Regions from separate parts of the Mus musculus genome. Here region 2 is linked to region 1. Evidence: chromatin contacts called from public HiCAR-type data. All regions are on one chromosome and are shown on one strand. Each heading gives the region's core, a stretch centred on a gene start, on an enhancer-like site or on the middle of the called end of the contact. The rest is flanking DNA. Distances are from core to core; before and after follow the strand shown.

What was found. HiCAR-type assays count read pairs that join an accessible place to other places.
Region 2: a HiCAR-type map of kidney shows a contact between it and region 1, with 4 times the contacts expected there. The contact joins the enhancer-like site here to the promoter of Tcerg1l in region 1. A contact is called at or near these places in 7 of 39 promoter capture datasets (cranial neural crest, embryonic stem cells, hippocampal neurons and 2 more), 1 of 484 Hi-C or Micro-C datasets (CD4 T cells), 6 of 115 datasets of contacts at active chromatin or transcription factors (SST interneurons, embryonic forebrain, embryonic stem cells and 2 more) and 1 of 9 other capture datasets (embryonic stem cells).

Annotation. Positions count from the first base shown.
Region 1 is chr7:138,395,757-138,400,830 of GRCm38.p6, forward strand. It overlaps Tcerg1l (transcription elongation regulator 1-like), which reads right to left and starts at 1,974. Exons shown (of 12, transcript NM_183289.3): 1 at 1,565-1,974. The coding sequence starts at 1,897.
Region 2 is chr7:138,653,613-138,658,686 of GRCm38.p6, forward strand. No RefSeq gene overlaps it. Among named protein-coding and RNA genes, the nearest start is that of Gm30808, 45 kb to the right of the region's middle. Within about 2 kb of position 2,564, at least 9 of the 459 cell types and tissues checked have an H3K27ac peak or open chromatin away from gene starts, as enhancers often do. A contact at or near this core is called in kidney, where this site is marked.

The DNA of each region.
Region 1 (5,074 bases), core at 724-3,223:
GGGCTGATGGGAAACCATGATGGGAGGGGCAAAGGCTGACTTTGGGGCCTTTTCTTTTGAATTCTCAGCCTCCAGTCATGGAGAGCACAGAGCTGTATCTCTGGCATCTCCTTCAGTGTGCTACTTTGCATCATTTCATTTGTCATTTTGAAACTATTTTAAGGAGTTAAGATTGTAACTTTTTGAAGGTTCGTTAAAACAGATTCTAGAGAAAAGAAAATTGGTGGAAGATCTCAGTGCAGAAAATAATACAGCCAGCACAGGAAGGGCACACAACCAAGTATGGGTCACCCACTAAACCACCCCAGTAATGCTGAGGTGGGGGAACACTCAGTGGCTACTGTTTCAAAGTCACATTTTTTGTTTGTTTGTTTGTTATATGTAAAAATAGCTTTCTGATTCTCCCTATCCTTATTTGGATAGTGAATAGCAGCAATATTCAAAAGACTAATGCTAAGATTTTTTTTCTGAAATTTTTTTTAAAAAAATTATTTATACAGGGTGTTTTTGGGGGATTTCTTGACATTATGTACCTCTAGTGGTAACACTCTGAAATGGCAACCCTCCTAAACATGGCAAAAGCTAGCAGAGCTTATCCAATAAAGCTGACTACTATGTGTATCACACATCAAGATAGGATGCCCAGTACAGCATGTATCTGCATCGTTAAGTCTAAGGAATAGCTTACGGGGAGTTTCATGACGTCTTGTAAAAAAAAGTCACAAGGTGGTACCGGGCTAAAATAATGAAAAGGTATATTGTGACAAAATGCTCATTTGAATGTGCTAATGGTATCCGTTTCGGCGTGAAATGCAAGCTATTCCTGCATTCAAACTCACTCGCACAGATAGTGAACGAGGAATTTGGCCGAAGCCAGGAGAAAGGTTGCACCACGACACCATCAATCAAAGGTGCAGTCACTTTTCTTTGCTGTTCCAGTCTCTGCATGCCAAACTCTTCTAAAGTAGGATCTGGCTTGAGGGAATTCAGAGGGCAGGAGAGGAATTCCCCACACAAGACGCTTTCATGGCAGGATTTCCAGGCTGCCTTCCGTGGCTGGAATTCTCTTAAGCACTGCCCTGAATCTATGTGAAGGAGTAGGGGGACCAGATCAGAATCAGAAATAGCTATTGATCTGCAGCTTGCTTTCAAGTCTGGTGGAGACTGTAAAAGTATTAACTTCGAGGCGATGGCAGCCACGGTTGTTGGCTGCAGCGCTCTGCTTGGAGGCAGCGACTTCAGGACCGCGTTCTGGACAGCGCCCGGCGCCGGGGAAAGTTGGGTCCAGGCTGTTTGGCTTCAGCCAGGGATGCGGGATCTAGGGCGGTCTAATGAGAGCCAGGGGAAAATATTGGGGAAAAAAAAAAAGACTGCCAAAGCAAAACCGGACGTCGAAGCATGAACTTTCTTGCCAATGTATGAATGCGCGGCTGCGTCCTGATGGTATGGAGAACCCAGGACAACCCAGGAACGGAGAAGAGCCAACCCGAGGGTCAGGGCAGCCCCAGGATAGGAAGGGACCCGCAATACCGAGCCTGGGTGGGATCAGGGCTGGAGCCGTTACCTGTCCGTGGAGCAGGGGATAATGGTGCACGGCGGCGTGGTCTGGCGCAGAGGACAGCGGCAGCAGGGGCAGCAGGGGCTCTCCCGGGGCTGGCCAGCCCGGCAGCCGCGGGAGCAACGGGGCGGAGGCAGGCTGCGCCGAGGCCAACAGCACCGGCGGGGGCGCGACCCCGGCGCCAAGCCGGAGCAGCCCGGCGGTGCCGGGGACCATCCAAACCCAGGGCGGTGGCGGTGGGTCTGCATTCATCGGCCACGGGAGAGGCTGCCGCCACCGGGGCTGCTGGGGCTGCTGTAGCTGCCGCCGCCGCCGCTGGAGCCTGGCGCCCGCCAGCATCCTACACCCCCGCGCGGGCGGCGGCGGGGGCGGCGGGCGCCCGAGGTGCGGGCCGGCGGCGGCGCGGGCTTCGGAGCGAACTCACTTGGTTGCGCGACGCGGCCGCTCGCTCCGCCCCTGGCCCGCTCTGGAGCCCCTCCTCCTGCCCGCGCCAGCCCCGGGCCTGGCGGGGCCCCAGTCCCCGCCCACAGATCCGGACCCCCGAGGCGGGGACACAGCGCGGCACGATGGGGTGCTCCCAACCCAGCCGGCTGATTTTTTTTCTACTGTGATCCCTAGCCCACTCCGTTGTCGCTACTGGTGGCCAATTGCTCTAGCTGACGGTGCGCACGGAGGGTCCAGGGGCTCCAGACCCCGCTTGCGATCCTAATGGCAAGCTGAAGCCGAGGTGGCTGCGCTGGAACCGGGCAGGTCCCGCCACTCGCGGAGCTGGCGGCCCCGGCGTGATCTACCTGATTTAAAGTGAGTCTAGGGCCCAGGGCCCAGAGGGAATACTAGACTGCAGACGTTGACGCCAGCTGAGTCCCGGACCCTTCTAGGCATGGGTCGATTTCTCTCTTGGATAAATATGCAAAATATTTTCCCAAGTCTCTAGAGGTTCACTGTGCCAGGAAACCCGAATTTTTAGTACTGGGTCTAAAGTCCTTTCTGGCTATCTGCTGGCTTCAGCGCCCTCCTTTGCCTCTGCTTTAACCCACAGACTCCCAACCTCTACCCTCTCTCTGATGCAAGGCACAACACAAGTGACTTCTTCTAGAGGGCTTGGCCTCGGTGAACTTGTTTTTAATCCCTCCGGGCACAGGACTGAGTTCCTTCATGCCTCGCCATAAGCTGCTGTGCCGCAAGAAGTGTCTGGGTCAAAGAATCTCTTGCTCCACTCGTTCCACGCGGAGCTTCCTTTCTCTAAGCCGGCGGAGCCAGGCTTCGCTCTGATCACAAGCAGTTTCCGCCAGGCGGCGCTGGTCCCAGCCCCTGTGCTGACCTAGCTTGCGCAGAACACTGGGTAGACTGGTCCAATGCCAGGTCTTCTCCATCAGATCCTCTGACATCAACTGGTAACGGCTTCCAGCCCCAGTCCAGTCCTAGACAGTTTGTGCCGGCGGCAGGGCACAGACTGTCACGTGCTAAAGAACCTGAAACCCTAGGCATCCAACTTCTGGTACCAAGCAGGAGCTTGCCAATGAAGCCTGCCTGACGGCGGGAAAGTGCAGTCCGCACAGCTACATCCAAAGACACACCTAGGTCAGGCACATACTCACCACCCTTCACCCCGTTCGCAGCCCCTCCTGGTAGAAATAGAAGCACCCACTTGGCTCCAATCAGTTTCTAGGTAGGGTTGCTTCCTCGTTTTCCTGGTTTGCCTACCTTTCTAACTTCCTCCTGACCTGTCACAATTTCTTTTTGTCTCAACATATGCTGATTTACATAGCTGGCACATCGCTACTTCTCTCCACCCAAACCACTTACAATTTGTGAGGTTTTCCCTTTCTTGGATGCCAAAGTACTGACAAGATTATTTCCCATGTAAAGCCCCAAAGCTTCGCAGATTGGAGCAGTGGTATCATCCACTGGAGGCTGCACTTCTGTATGTACACAGGTGATGTTATGTGGCCATCTTGCTCTCTAGGCTCCCACTCAAACTGGGATGTTGTGCCAGTTGCTAGGTAGACTAATTCCCCCCATCCCCCCTCGAGAGCTTGCGCGTGCAAAGCTGTATTCTTAGAGAAGTAGAACAGGGTCCATTCATTCCTTCATGGTGTGACCTGGGGGCATAGAAGATTCCCAGTGGCCTTGTCTGGGTTGTGTGTACTCTCAGCAAAGCAAAGTTTTAGGCCTGCAGCACCTCTAGCTCCTGGAGTGAAGGAAGGGAGTCACCCCAAATCTGTGGGTACTTACCATCCTGGGGGGCTTCTACACCGGTTCTCACTCAAGGCCTCTGCTAGGCAACTTGGCTAAAGGTTAAGTTCCTGTCTGGGCTGGTGTTCAAAGGCCTTGACACCTTGGGCACTTCCTGACTCAAAAGAGAGAGCAGGCTCAAAGAGCCTCCAATGGTCACACTCCTCTTTTTCTGTCAACTGTCAGAGGCTCAACACTATCCAAGGATCTCAATATTGGAGTCACTTTTCTACATCATGCTCTGTGCTGGAGTCTGAGTAACAGAAAAAAGGAAAAAAAAAAAAAACAGCTCCCACTAGTTAATTGCTATGAGGAGGCTCAAGGGAGTTTAAATCCTCCTTCAGGTTCTCATTTCATCGACTCCCCAGCCTTTGCCTCAGCCCCCATATAATCCAGGAACAACTTTATACCCTGGAGGATGTGAGTTCTCCTCTTGGGCACCTGGGCTTCCTGGTTATTTAAGAGGATTCTCCATGATCACTCCTGTGAAGATTACTTGTGTGTCATGAGGATGGCTTAAGGGTCAAAGAGATAAGAACTATAAGGGTGGTACAGGCGGATACTACCATCAAGTCAGGCAGCATTAGCTGAAGGTCAGAAGCCAGCAGACCAGCCCTCTTTGATCTTAAGCTACCCACTTAGGAGATGTGGGGTGCAGTGGACTTATCTGTATCTGCTTACTGGTCAGCACTTTAGGGGATTTGCCTACGTGGGGCAGAAAATGGCACCTCATTAAATGCATGTGTGCTATGCATCTTCCAACAAAAGTCAGTGGGGAGTTTGCTTTATAGAGGGTTTATGTCCAACTATCCTGACAGCCAAAAGCTGTCCTTTATATTTAGACCAAACCAACAATCATTTCAGTGAAGGTGAAACAGAACACTGTGTAAGCGGGCCATCCACAGAAGGAGGAAAACAGGCTAATTATCCTCGGATACTAATGAGTTCTGAGTTGTGTATCATCTTTCAGGGAGAAATAATAGAGGATGCTAGGGAGAGGCTGATGGAATGAGATATCGCAACCTGGAGAAGGTAGTCTTTTATTTTGTTTTCCTAAGTAAGATTGGAATGATTTTTTTTAAAGGAAAGTGCAAATGCCCCCATGCAGCCTGCAAAGTTAAAATGCTGTCAGGGGAAGCCGGGGGAGGTTCAGAGCCCAGGCTTCCCTCCACAGTTCCCTGCCCACCTGCAAGCTGCCTCTCCAAGGACCCCATCAGGTCCTCTGCTGCTGGAAACCCATCGTGGTGACACAATGGAGTCCTGGATAAAAGCCAAGCAAGC
Region 2 (5,074 bases), core at 1,314-3,813, 260 kb after region 1:
TGCCATCTTCTTGTGGTTGGCTATTTCCTCTCCAGTGTCCTGCCTATGATCACCTATGCCTTGGTCTTTCCAGATCCCAGCTTAAAAAAAAAAAAAAAAAAACTTGGAGAGCCTGGATCTACTAGCTGCCCTTGCTTCTCCACAACTGGAGAAGATGGTGCAGAGCAAGGTGGAGAAAATTTGCTAGATTGGTCACTGACCATAGCCTGACTGGTAAAAGGAAAGTTGTGTGCTCCTGAGCAGTCCTTGAAAATCTACACGTCTGGACTGACTCCTCAATACAAAGACTGTATCAAAAAATTTCCAGTGGACATCCACTAGCTCTCTTGGAGCACTCTCACCCCAGAAATTCATACCCCCAGCCCAGGAGGTAACACGAACCCTCAGCCACCTTCTGGCTGCTTGAGAACTGGATCCAGTGCCTTTTGGGCGGGGATGGAAGGCATCAACTGCTGCCCACTGTGACTCTACTTCTCTCAAGAGGTGTAAGCATCAGCAAGCAAGTGGGAGGAGCCTGCTTTGTGAGTGTTTGTTATGTATGCCCAGAAAGACTCCTCTTGGTAGCTGCCTAAGGGAAGACTATACCTCATAGTTGTTCTTCAGATCTGCAGCTCATCTTCACAGCTGGCTCCTGAAATAGCTACTCATGGGACACCAACTATCTAAAGATGTCACATGGGAAGCCTTCCTGGCGATGGCTCCCACTCTCAGAAGAGACAATCCTAGGAACAGGGGACTGCTGAACCTGATAAGACATATGACTCTAATGGGGACAGACCCATCCTTGTCACTCTACTGGGATGCCCTTACCTCATCCCCATAACACCAGAACACTCACTACTAGTCCAGTCATCCAATCAGAACAATTACCTTCCAGATCAGCCTCCCTACCAGGACATCCGAGCTCCACTTCCATCCCAGCCCAGATCTCCTCCTAAGGGGTTTGGTAAACAGTAAGAAGCCATTCAGAGAGAGGTACTCTGAACTGTTCCTTTTGGACAGTTTTGGGGATGATTGTTGACTTAATAAATGGTACTCATTCTGTGTGCATCCCACGCTGTTCAAGGAGAACCGATGAGAGCTGTGTGTCTCTTTCTCCACTCCAGTCACCACTAGTGAGGATTATGTTAAAGGCTGAAGGCTCCTCCCTTTGAAATATTTTGAAAGGTGGATTTCTAGTGTGACTTTTCTCTGTCACTAGAAGTTGGGTGATACCTGAGAGGACTATGCAGGAAGCATTACCAGTGAGCAAGGAGTCTACAGAACTGCCCCATAAGCAGCTTCACTGTCTCTCATGATCAGCGGATGCAAGGGGAGGGGGCTGCATGTAGAATGTGAGCCACTCTTCCTTGGATTCAGAAGCCAGGTACAATGACTGCCCTTGTCACCTCAGCAACATTAAGAATCATGGTTCCAAAATTCAAGCAGAATGGAAGTCACTGTCGCAGGTGAGAGTCTAGTGGTGGTGTCCTGAATTCAGTTCACTGTGACATAGACATTTGGCAAACACATGTGCATTCACCCAGCTCTGCCAGGCCTGCATGAGCCCCACTAGCTACTAATCAAGGGTCTTAGACAAACATTGGTTACTGTGAATTACTGGCACTAATCGCACAGGCTAGTGTTTGCGCACCAACTCTGTCCCTGTGTCCCTAGAATGCCACATGCTTACAAATAACATCCCAACTCCTGTGACCTTCATCTCTGTCCAGACAAATAGCCTAGGGCCCATTCCTATTTGTTCTTTCTACAATATCCAGAGTAGCACTTGTGAGCCTTATGCTTGGTTAACACCAATCACTAGAGTGGTGTGCAGAAACCCTGATGCTGGTATCTGAATCCACAGTGAGAAAAGCTTTCAAACCTATCCTTGGTCATGTCCTCAAAAGCGGATGTGAGGAAAGGCAGAAGGCAGTCGGTCATGCAGGGACACTGACTCTCAATTTGCCCTCTATGCAGAGGAATAAATGTCAACCAATGTTTGTCACTGAGACTCCCAGCATGAGCTAAACATCTAATTCCACAGTTCTATTGCCTTGTCACCTTAGCCTAGTGAAAGGCCTGCTGGGAAATCAGCTTGGAGGTAGAGGGTGACCAGTGAGGAAGGCTAACCCCTCCCCCATAGTCAGAGGATCAAGCTAGCCTGGAAGAACAAGGCGTGGCTGAAGAACCTTTCCAGCGCCTTGCTTTCCTGCAGGGAGTGACATTTTCCCGGAGCTCACCTTGCCATGCTGCCCAGTAGATTCCAGAGATACCTGAGACAAACTGACTCCAGCTAGGTACTGCGAGCTTCAGGTGCGCCCTGGCCTTTCTGCGCCTCAGGGTCTCAGCAGCCCTATCACATGACAATGAACCGAGCTATGGAAGAGCTGCAGTGACTCTCCCTGAGCAGTGAACTGGGACCCCAGAGGTCCTCCCACTTGGCACTGGGACAGCCCCATAGTCTAGTGGATGAACAAAAAGCCTACTCAGCAATACCTCAGGCTGGCTGCGAGGTGCACTGTCCCCTGCCTGTGTTAAACCTCCTTCAGGGAGGTATGCTGGCTTTGCAGGCCAAACAGAATTACCACACTTGGCAGCCTGAAACAAAACCTGCCCTGTTGGCCAGGAGCCTGGTCTCACTCAGCATGTCCGGCTCCCCACTCAGGTCTTGCTGGAGTTAACCTGGGGCAGGCATTCTCTAGACTGTCAGAGGAATGGCCTTCCAGACTCAGGCTGCTCCAGTTCCTACTTCCTCACCAAGAGCTTCCACATCCATCTCCTCCTGACTGAAATCTTCCCAAAATCTTTCTCAGGTCCCCACCATTGGTTTTCCTCCATGCCCACCGTAACCAAGTCCGCAGGAAAATCTCAGAACTTCTATCAAAGGGCCTCTCACACAATAAGACAGCTGTGCAGCCCCTCCCAACAACCCCACCAAACTCTAGGCTGGAAGCAGGTCATGGGTGCGGCTGGCTCTCAAAGGGCTAGGGAGGGGGCCAGTGACACAAAGGATGAGTGCCACAATGTGAGTTCAGGGCTCCATAGTATCTGTTTACCACAGACTACTGGCTATTAGTAAAGCTGAGATCCCTCCAAACATCCAGACAAGGTTAAGAAGCACAGCGGGGTTGTTCAGAGTCCAGAACGGGGGCTGGCGACTCCTAAAGGGAAAGGCGAAACCTTGCAACCCAGGTAGGAATCAGCTCGCTTAAGCTGCCAGTGGGAACGGTTAGAAGCACGGCTCACTTTATTTTCAACGATGAACATTTTTCATGGAGCCAAGATTTAAAATGCATAGTCAGTGTTTGCAAAACACAGGACAGTTTTACTTTTCATAAGTAGCAATTTCTCTGCCTTGCTGAGCTATATGCAGCCCATAGCACCAAGTTCTCTCTCCCTCCCCCAGGGGTCTCGTTTTGTAGCCCTGGCTGACCTAGAGCTAGCCATGTAGACCAAGCTGACCTTGAACTCAGAGATCCACTTGCCTCTGCCTCCCTAATACTGGGATTAAAAATATGTGCCACCACACTGGTGAACACCAAGGTCTCTTCACAGCCTTGGAATAATAATGAAGTCCTCACCCAGGCCTGGGAAGGAATCGCTGTGCTCCTGTGGCTGCCAATGACACCCACACACCACTCAGGCAGGTTTAGTGGGCAGTGCTGAGAGAGCCCCAGTGCACTGCTTCAGTTGGAAACAGAAGCTACTCAGCCTGCTGCTCCCCTCCTACCTGTGAGTGGCCCGGGCTCACCTCAGACATGGGAGGGGAGAGACCTGGACAAGTGCTGAAAGGGAACAGACAATGAATGCAAAATGCCTTCCCAGTGTGGGAGATGTGAAGTCTGCACATTTTTTAATTAATCTCTTTGGACAGTGAACACAGTAAACAGTCACATAAACAGTCACAAGCGCAGAGCTTGGCTAAGCCAGTCTGAGAAAGGGAGGGGAGCACTAGGGTAAAGGGAGGGGAGCACTAGGGTAAAGGGAGGGGAGCACTAGGGTAAAGGGAGGGGAGCACTAGGGTCTCTTTCCAAAAGGCAGAGCTGGAAGAAAACAAAGCACCTTACCACTTACTCAGAGTCCCGCTTCCTGTGGTCCAAAGTCTCCAAAAGAAACCAACACAGGCTGGCCCAGTGCCCAGCTCTAGCCCGTCTCCATCACTGCCTCCCGATCACCCACTACCAAAGCTCTGATCCTGGGACAACAGAGAAAGCTTTCCCATAAAAATACAAATTAGGGTTTAACAAAATCGCTTATTTTGGAGAATATTTGTGACTTTTTGAAATATTAACCATTTGGATAATCATTTCTTTTATAATCAACTATGTCAACCCTATGTACTGTTTATAGGAAACACTGGTACGGGAACCTGATATAGCTGTGTCTCACCACTGGCCAGTGTCTCTGTTTTCCCTGTAGCAGATGGGGGCGGTATTTCAAGTGTCAACACAAAACCATGGCTCTTGTCCCAGAGAGAATAAAGGATAGTTTATTATGAAGCCAAACATGGGTGGCTATGGCCTAGGAGACAGAACTAGGCTATCCCGGGTTCCATGTCCTGCATGGAAGTAGTTTAATGAAGTTTTATAGTAAAACACCACATGAAGTCATAATCAAGGCAGTTTTAAAATATATCAGAGGAATCATGAGAGGCAGCTACAGCAAGAACTACAGACCTCAGATGCTATATAGTGACATGGGCTGTGGGAGGCTGTAGCTACGTGACAGGAGCCAGGTACCCAGGAGGCATGGTCCCATGCAGGTGGAAATCACCGCCCACTGGAGCTCCAAGGTTCCAGACCTTTACTCGACCGGGACCAGGCTGTCTGTGCACAGCCTACCACCCCCACACTACTTTTCTCTGTCCCCTCAGCAGGGAAAGCCCTGAGAACCAGGGAAGAGAAGTTGCAAGAGGAAAGGCTTCCCATTGGTTGTTGAGACTGTCAATCATGCATGGAAAGACCAAACTGTGATGTCATGTTTCTATGAGGCTGATCAAGTGCTCTATGGCCAAGGAAGACTCATGGGATGAGAACACAGGCTTTAATTACACCAGGTCCCCATACTCCCTGGAACAGGCTGACCCAATACA